2 separate regions of the Oryctolagus cuniculus genome follow, and region 2 is linked to region 1. The links are chromatin contacts, called in public Micro-C maps. All regions are on one chromosome and are shown on one strand. Each heading gives the region's core, a stretch centred on a gene start, on an enhancer-like site or on the middle of the called end of the contact. The rest is flanking DNA. Distances are from core to core; before and after follow the strand shown. Region 1 holds the start of AMDHD2 (amidohydrolase domain containing 2). Region 2 holds the start of RNPS1 (RNA binding protein with serine rich domain 1).

The links. Hi-C and Micro-C count contacts between places; a contact is called where the count stands out from the background.
Region 2: a Micro-C map of ear pinna shows a contact between it and region 1, with 3 times the contacts expected there. The contact joins the promoter of RNPS1 here to the promoter of AMDHD2 in region 1. A contact is called at or near these places in 2 of 6 Hi-C or Micro-C datasets (ear pinna and skin fibroblasts).

The regions. Positions count from the first base shown.
Region 1 is chr19:32,793,684-32,797,777 of mOryCun1.1, reverse strand. It overlaps AMDHD2 (amidohydrolase domain containing 2), which reads left to right and starts at 1,380. Exons shown (of 10, transcript XM_051836227.2): 1 at 1,380-1,545; 2 at 1,637-1,773; 3 at 1,887-2,000. The coding sequence starts at 1,463. ATP6V0C (ATPase H+ transporting V0 subunit c) reads left to right here. Exons shown (of 3, transcript XM_070064099.1): 2 at 365-548; 3 at 621-1,252. The coding sequence ends at 825.
Region 2 is chr19:33,008,311-33,012,487 of mOryCun1.1, reverse strand. RNPS1 (RNA binding protein with serine rich domain 1) reads right to left here and starts at 2,307. Exons shown (of 7, transcript XM_051836218.2): 1 at 2,182-2,307. The coding sequence starts at 2,183.

The sequences.
Region 1 (4,094 bases), core at 131-2,630:
CTGGAGGTCAGACTCGGCAGAGCAGCTGCGCCCGGCCTGGGGCCGCACCCCGGGAAGCCGGCTGGCTGACGCAGGCCCAACACCTGGGCTGCAGAGACGTGAACTCGGGCCTTCCCCGACCTGTCCTGAGGGCCTGGGGAACCAGACAACACAGGGTTCCTGGGCCCACCTGCCCTTCTCCTGAGGTCACGGGCAGTCGCCTGAGGCTCACCCGGAGCAGGGCCGGGGTTCCGTGGCTGAGCCAGAGGGAGAGTGGCGACCCCTGTGGCACTCTGTCCTGAGGGCTGCCTCCTGCCCCTCCCCCAGGGTCCTGACCCCAGTGATTAGTGGGCAGCTCTGGGCTCACCCTGCCTCCCTCCCACAGCCCTGGGTGCCGCCTATGGCACGGCCAAGAGCGGCACTGGCATCGCCGCCATGTCGGTGATGCGGCCGGAGATGATCATGAAGTCCATCATCCCGGTGGTCATGGCCGGCATCATCGCCATCTACGGCCTGGTGGTGGCCGTGCTCATCGCCAACTCCCTGAACGACGGCATCAGCCTCTACCGGTGAGTGCGGGGCTGGGCGCGCCCCCCGGCCCGCCGCCGGCCGCTGACCTCGCTCCGCCCTCTCCTCCCTAGGAGTTTCCTGCAGCTGGGCGCGGGCCTGAGCGTGGGCCTGAGCGGCCTGGCAGCTGGCTTTGCCATCGGCATCGTGGGCGACGCCGGCGTGCGGGGCACTGCCCAGCAGCCCCGGCTGTTCGTGGGCATGATCCTGATCCTCATCTTCGCCGAGGTGCTCGGCCTCTACGGTCTCATCGTCGCCCTCATCCTGTCCACAAAGTAGCCCCCTGCGCACCCACCAGCCAGAGCACGGTGTCGACGCCCCCTCATTCCAGAATGAACAGCCTGACCATGCACGGGCAGCCGCCCCTCAGTAGTTGGTCTTGTAAATGCGCAGTGTCCTAGTGCCCCTCGTCCGTCGCCCCCGCCTCGCCCCGCCCTGTGCTGTGGACATCTGGGCCGCGCGCCCCCATCAGCCCCGCCCTCGAGTGCTGTGTTTGAGGATGAATCGCAGTTGTCATTTCTCTTCACTGGATGTTTATTTATACGAGACCTGACCTGTCCATACGTCTGTGGAGCAGCCCTGCCTCCCAACGCTGTAGTGACCCTAGGTAGAGTGTCGCCCCGTGGGTCCCGTGTGCCGAGACCGGCGCGCCCGGGGCCGCGTGGCGCCGGCGCGGTGTCCAATAAAGCTCTCGGATGTGACTGGAGCCTGTGTCCTGGCCGCTGCTGTGGGCGCGGGGGCGGGGCGGGCCCGGGCAGCTGCGTCACGGCGCGGCGGCGGTCACGTGGGCCGCCGGGTCACGTGCGCGCGGCGGTCACGTGACGCGGCGCCGTCAGCTGAGGGTCACGTGGCGCGGCCGGGGAGCGGCGGCCGCGGGGCTCGGCGCCGCCCGCTCGCCGGCGTCTAGCGGCTCACCATGCGCGGCGGGCAGGGCGCGGCGCGGGCTCCGGTGCTCCAGTTCACCAACTGCCGCATCCTGCGCGGCGGGGCGCTGCTCAGGTGGGCGTGGGGGCCCTGCCGGGGGCGGGCCGCGGGCGGGCCGCGGGGCGGACGGCGGTGCCAGCGCCCGCCGCTCGGTCCCGCTCCGCAGGGAGGACCTGTGGGTGCGCGGGGGCCGCATCCTGGACCCCGAGAAGCTGTTCTTTGAGGAGCGGCGCGTGGCGGACGAGCAGCGGGACTGCGGAGGCCGCATCCTGGCGCCGGGCTTCATCGACGTGCAGATTAACGGTGCGGCCCGGGCGGGGCGGGGCGGGCGCCGGGGCGCGGGCGGGCAGCCGTGAGCCCCGTGCGACCCCTTCCTTTCTGTGGCCGTAGGTGGATTTGGTGTTGATTTCTCCCAGGCCACGGAGGACGTGGGTTCAGGGGTCTCCCTGGTGGCCCGGAGGATCCTGTCGCACGGCGTCACCTCCTTCTGCCCCACCCTGGTCACCTCTCCACCAGAGGTCTATCACAAGGTGAGGCCAGGCTCCCGGCCTGCGGGAAGGAGCCCGCCAGCCCCCTCGTGGTCAGTCTGCTCTGCGCCCCCCGGGGGGCACGGTCGGGGGCCTGGATCCCGCCTCACCTGCCCGCGCCCTTGCAGGTCTCCCGGCCCCACCTGTGCCCTCTGAGCGCCCTCCTCTGCCCCAGCCCCACCCTCAGCCCACGGCCTTCGTGATTGCCACAGCGGGAGGCCTGGTGGGGCCCCTCTTCCCCAGCCTGTTTGGGAATTGTGACTCAGTGGAATGAGCCTCCCAGAAAGGGCCACTCCCCGGCTTCCCACTCGTGCTCACCCAGGGTTCCTGGGCAGGGCCTCTTTGTTGGGGCTTTGTGGGTGGCCTGGGCACCCACAGCACAGCCGGGGGGCGGGGAGGGGAGGTTTAGCGGGCTGAGGTGCTGGATCTGCTGCAGGACCGGGGACTGGCTGCTCCGCCGGCCTGTCCCTTCCTGGGTGTGTGGACGCAGCAGGGGGCCCGGAGACTGGGCACAGCCTTCTTCCTGCCTGAGCCCAGGCTTCCTCAAACCTAGAGCAGGGCCAGGGACGGCGCTGGGCCGGTGCAGCCCCCTGGGTGCTGTAGAACAGAGGCCGCATTCAGCCTGGGCGGGTCAAGGCCCAGCTGTGCCGCCACAGAGAACTCCAACCCAGCACCCAGCTCCCCTTCCTGGGTCCTGCCGGAGGCCCTCCCGGGACGGGTGCCCTGCCCCCACCCGGCTGCATTCCCCTCCTGCCTGTCTCCCCGGGCGCATTCCAGGCCTGCACTCCTGCGCCCCCAGCTCTGGCTGGAAGGCCTGGGCCTGCCCTGGCCGCCCCCACGCCGCCTCCCTCTGCTGATCTCGCCCCGCTGGCGCTGACTGCGGCTGTTCTTCCCGGGCAGGTGGAGCGTGAGCCTTCTCCCAGCACCCGTGCCGGTGCACGGACCTGGCAGAGCTGTCGGGAGCTTGGGAGGCAGGGACGCCTTGGAAGGGAAAATGGAATCCCAGCAGCGGCCCTGAGGCCAGAGGCCCCCTTTGGGCTTCCTCCCCCCACCACACACCCGCCCTCCTCGGCCTGCGCAGGGCGCGTGGACTCCCGCTGCTCCCTGGCCGGAGGATCTGGCCCTTTTCTGGGTCCGGGAGGCAGATCTTATCACGTTGTCCTTTGCTTCCTGCTCTGTTAGGAGCTGCAGCCGGGCCAGGCACCCCGCGGGCCGGCAGCCCCTGCACTTTGACCTCGGCAGCTGCTCCCCTGCCCTGCGTGTGCCTCGCCCTCCCCCCTTCTCTGCACTTGGTGTTCTGGTTTCCCCTGTAGAGCTCCAGTCTTGAAGATGCGGCCTTTCTTTTCTTTAACTCTTTGGTGAACTTGGCTGTGGCCGGGGTCACCCGTGGCTGAGCTGACCGGCATCTGCCTGCCCGCTGCCCTTGGGGCTGTGCGCTCAGCGGAGATGTCGGTTGAGGGCGGCCTGCGCGCCATGCCAGGAAGCTGGGGACGGTTTCCCGCTTCCCGGACCCCTCCCTGTGGTTCTGATAAGTCAGCCCCCGGGGCTGTGCAGGAGCCCCCAGCTCTCACGTCTGCACACCTGAGTCCCTGCCGAACGCGGAGGGAACGCTCTTTGCTCAGAGCACTCGGCTCATGCACGCCGGGTGGTGCCGCCTGCGGTGCCCTCCAGGGCCAGGCTGTCTGACGCGCGTTCGGCCTGGGCTCCTGGCTCCGAGCTCCTGCGCCTGCTGCTTGCCGGCTTCTGCCCTCATTCTGGGGTTGTTCGCTCGCGGGGGGTGGCAGGGATCTGAAGGTGTGGACCTGGGTCCCGGATGTGGCTGGGTCGGAGTTCTGCCCGAGGAGACTTCTCCAGGCCACGTGGTGTTGTCTTCTCATTTCCAAGGTTGCTGAGCAGTCGGAAGGCAGGTGACCCCTGGCCGTCTGTGGGGCCCTCTTTCCTCCCTCTGGAAGCTTGGGGTCTGTCCCGTGTCCCCGAGTCCTGAGGCTCAGGGACTGGGGCTGTTGACCCGCTTGCCTGGCTGTTGGGAAGCCGGCCTCCAGTTCAGCATCGTGGCTCTTCTTGAATTCCTTTTCTGAGGCTCTCGTACCCGGCCTC
Region 2 (4,177 bases), core at 1,058-3,557, 210 kb before region 1:
CACTCACGAGGAGGACAGGGAAGCCTAACGCGAGTGTGGCTGGCGGATCAGGCCTCGTCTCTGCTGTGGTTCCCCTCCAGGACACACTGGATTACGACTGGAGACAAACATCGTTTCAGAAGTGGTTGGTATCAGCACCAAAACATTTACTACCCAAGCACGAACACTTAGAGAGTAGTGAAAGCGATTCTCAAGTTGTCAATAGCAAACTGTAGTGCTAAGCACGACGTGTGCAGGGGGAAAGATTCGCACGAGGCTGTGATTTAAAGAAAAAACGAGATGGTGGCTCCACACGCGCCAAGAAACCCAACAGAGGGACCGCAGAGCCCCAGTGGTGGCTACTGAGCATTAAACATTACTTCAATTTTTCTGTATGGTTAGAACTTTTAAAAAGACGCAAGTGTGTGTGCGGGGGGAAGCTGACACTTGAAACTGGGCGAGATGCTCCACTTCATTTAAGGGCTGGCCAGGTGCCTGACGCCAGCACACGGTGAGCAGTCACGTTAACCAGTTACTCAAAACCGCTCATCTCTCACCCAGGCTTTCCACGAGGTTCTGCACAACCGCGTGACCTGTGAGCAGGCGCGGCTGCTCATCCCACCGCACACCGCGCGGCCGCAGCCCCGCAGCTGGGCAGGCGCTTCCACGTGATGCCGATCCACGTTCTGACCCAGGAAATACGAGGGCCGGCTGTGGACACTCCAACGAGCGGCAGAGGGCAGAGGATCCCCGGGCAGCTCCTTGCCAAGGCTGCCCTCTTCAGAATGGCTGCCTCCAAACCATAAGGGACCACGGACACCCGGTCAGGCTGGTGTCCTGGGACAACCCCTGGGTGTAACTCAGCCAAGAGCCCCGGCCTCGCTGTGGACCCTCAGCAGCCACTGTCCTCTCTAAGGCCTCTGGTCGCCAGTTTGTTACCAGCAATGCGGTGACAACAACCCCCCTTCCAGCATTTTCAAAGGCAGTAACCAATGAACTCACGAAACAGACCCCGCACCTGGTTGAGGCCCAACAGAAGTAACATGAAAAGGGCTGTTTCCAGAGGCTCTCCTCCCCGCACCGGGAGCCTCAGAAAGGTCATGGAAAATACCTATCTGCAAAGAACATGCGTAGGTTTCATTTTTTTGCACCAAAATCTATCTTTTAACTCCCCTTTCCATGAATTTTCCGAAGTTCCACACACTCCCAATTCCTGAATTCAACAGTGTCCGTGGGCCCCACCGTGGGATCACTCGGGGCAGCACGGCCACTACCGAGCGCGCCAGGAGTAACCTGGAACTGCCTTGTAGCGCCGTCACAAACCAGGTAAATCCACTTAGAAAACACTGGACACCCCACACCCAGCGGGAACTGCATTTCCCGTTTTCCCCTCCGAGTCGTCCTTTGAACCCCAGCCCGGGCTGGCTGCGCCGCGGGCCCCGTGAGCAGCGGCCACCTCGCTGGCCAGGGCGGCGACCCCCGCCCCGCCCCGCCCCGCCCGAGGACGAGCCCCGCCGGTGTCCTCGGGACGAACACCGAAGAGCCACGGGGGGCGCGCTCGCTCTGCCGGGCGCGGTCGGCAGCTAGAAAGCAAAGGTTGAGGTTCTCTGTCCACAAGTCCAGGGCCCGGCGCGGGACCTTGGTGACCGCCCCCGTCCTCCGGAAGGTGCGCGTCCAACAGCCAGAGAGAGGAGAGAACAGTTAGTCACGTCTCGAGCAGAAGGGGCCCCTCCCCGCACCGGAGCTGGGCCTCACGCACGGTCCACGCCAACAGCACGGCGGCAGGCGGCCCCGCGCCGCGCCGGCCCGACCTCGCCACGGCGCCGGGACCCGCCGGCAGCGCTGGAGCCGCCCCTCGGGCAGCGCGCGCCGCCTTCCCGGGCGTCCCACACAGCGGCCCCGCCGCCCCCCGCGCTCGCAGGGAGGGCCCGGCTCCCCAGCCCGCAGGAGCGCCGCCGCGGAGCGGACCCAGCCGGGCGGCTCTTCCGTCGGCGGCGGCCCCGACCACTTCCGGGCCGCGGCCTCGACGCCTCCCACTCCGCCGCCCCGGGCCACATTCTTTCTTTCCGAGTTCCGTGCCGCGCCGCCCGGCCGCCGCGCCATCGCGGGGCTGAGAAGCCGGCTGGCTGCACGATGCGACCCTCCCGGCCTGGCGGGCGGCCCCTGCAGCTCGGATGCGGTCGGATTCCGCCCCCAACTTACATCTTCCCGCCGCCGCCACCTCCTCCCGCTCTCCTCAGCCGCCGAGGCCGGCGCTTTTCTGTCGTCAGAGCGAAGGCGCGGGAACGTGCCGCCGTGCGGCGCACAGCGATGACGAAAACGCCTCAGCCAATGGGCGCGAGCTGCGGAGCGTTCGGGGCAGCGGACGAGGGTGGGGAGCGCCGTGAGGGTCGCTGGCTGTGTCTCCCCGGTCAAGAGGGCTCTCGGCCCTGGGCAGCCCCTTTCCGGAGCTCCCGGAGCGGGCATGGCGACTTGCCGGGGCCCCGGGGCCGGCACGGACGGGGCTGACGAGGCCGCGCCTCTGCGAGCGCGTGCGCACTGGGGGCGGCGGGTCTTCTCGCCCGGGGGTCTTCTGGGCGGTAGCCTCTCCAAGGCCGGCCTAGAGGGCTCGGAGGGATGGGCCGGCGCAGGACGTGGGTTAGTGCGGTCAAACCCCACTGCTGCAGAGGGAGCGGCGGGCGCGAAGGCCCGGGAGGCGCGGTCGGAGCCGCCTGGCAGGAGCGGCGAGTGGGGAGGGCTGGGGAGGGGGCTTCTGTGGGATTGCGGAAGGAAGGACGGCGCCCTCGCCCCAGCTGGCAGCCAGGAGGGCTGGGGGGAGCAGCGGGTGCAAGCCAGGGCCTTGCAGAAAGCAACCAGCGGGCAGTCGGAGAGGCAGCCCGGGTGCGGGAGGGTGGGGGGAGCGCTAGAGCGGTCGGGGTCTGCCGGCGCGTGAGACTCCTTCCCCATCCAGGAGGGTCACCCCGCCCTCACCCTTCACCTGCGGCCGAGGAGGGCAGCGGCCGGGGTCTGCGGGCGCGTGAGACTCCCCCATCCAGGAGGGTCCCCCTGCCCTCACCCTTCACCCGGGGCCGAGGGGGGCAGCGGTCGGGGTCTGCGGCACGTGAGACTCCCTTCCCCATCCAGGAGGGTCCCCCTGCCCTCACCCTTCACCCGGGGCCGAGGGGGGCAGCGGTCGGGGTCTGCGGCGCGTGAGACTCCCTTCCCCATCCAGGAGGGTCCCCCTGCCCTCACCCTTCACCCGGGGCCGAGGGGGGCAGCGGTCGGGGTCTGCCGGCGCGTGAGACTCCCTTCCCCATCCAGGAGGGTCACCCTGCCCTCACCCTTCACCCGGGGCCGAGGGGTGTCCAGGGAGTTGGGCACAGAAGCCTCCGGCGTGTGCTGCCCTGGGGCGGGGTTGGCAGCCCGTCCAGTCTGGACACATTCGAGGGACAGGCGGGAGGTTCAGTTCTCTGCACGCCTTCAGGGGCAGAGGAGGGCAGCCCCTGGCGGGGGTGGTGTTGGCCATGGGCCGTCTGGAGGAGGCCTTGGCCCCCAGGGCCCGGGCTCAGAACCTGTGCCTGTGCGGGAGAGTGGGGGAGACCACAGCACTGACCCCAGCCGTGACAGCCCCCTCAGAACCTGTGCCTGTGCGGGGGAGTGGGGGAGACCACTGCACTGACCCCAGCCGTGACAGCCCCCTCCCTGAGTTTTTTTTTTTTTTCTTTCCTGGTAATGCTCCCAAGTAATTAAATCTGGCACATGTCTAAACTAACACATTTTATATTAAATCTCAAATCATGATTTATTCAGACACTTGCAAATTCAGTCAGATTTGTTGCTAAATATCACTGATTCTGTTATCAAATGTGCTGTCAGCCGCTGAGCTCCACCAGCCGAGCAGCCCGGCTTTTGCCACTTGAGGATTGGCAGACACTTGTCTGCAAGGCAGCTGAGACAGTAAGCCCTGGGGGACCCGCTCGGCTGCGTCCCTCCAGGAGCGTCGGCTCCCTGGCCCTGGTGCCAGCCTGCTACGCTGCGCCCGGTGGGTGCCCGGGCAGCTTTGGGCGGAGCCCTTGCAGACATGGCCTCCCGCCCTGCCTCCTGCTGGCTGGCGGTTTGGGGCCGGGCCGACGTAGGCACTCACACAAGGAACAGCGTCCCCCCTGCCCTTGGCCTGTGGTGCCAGCCCTCTGAGGCTGCTGGCCAGGGGTAGCCTGGG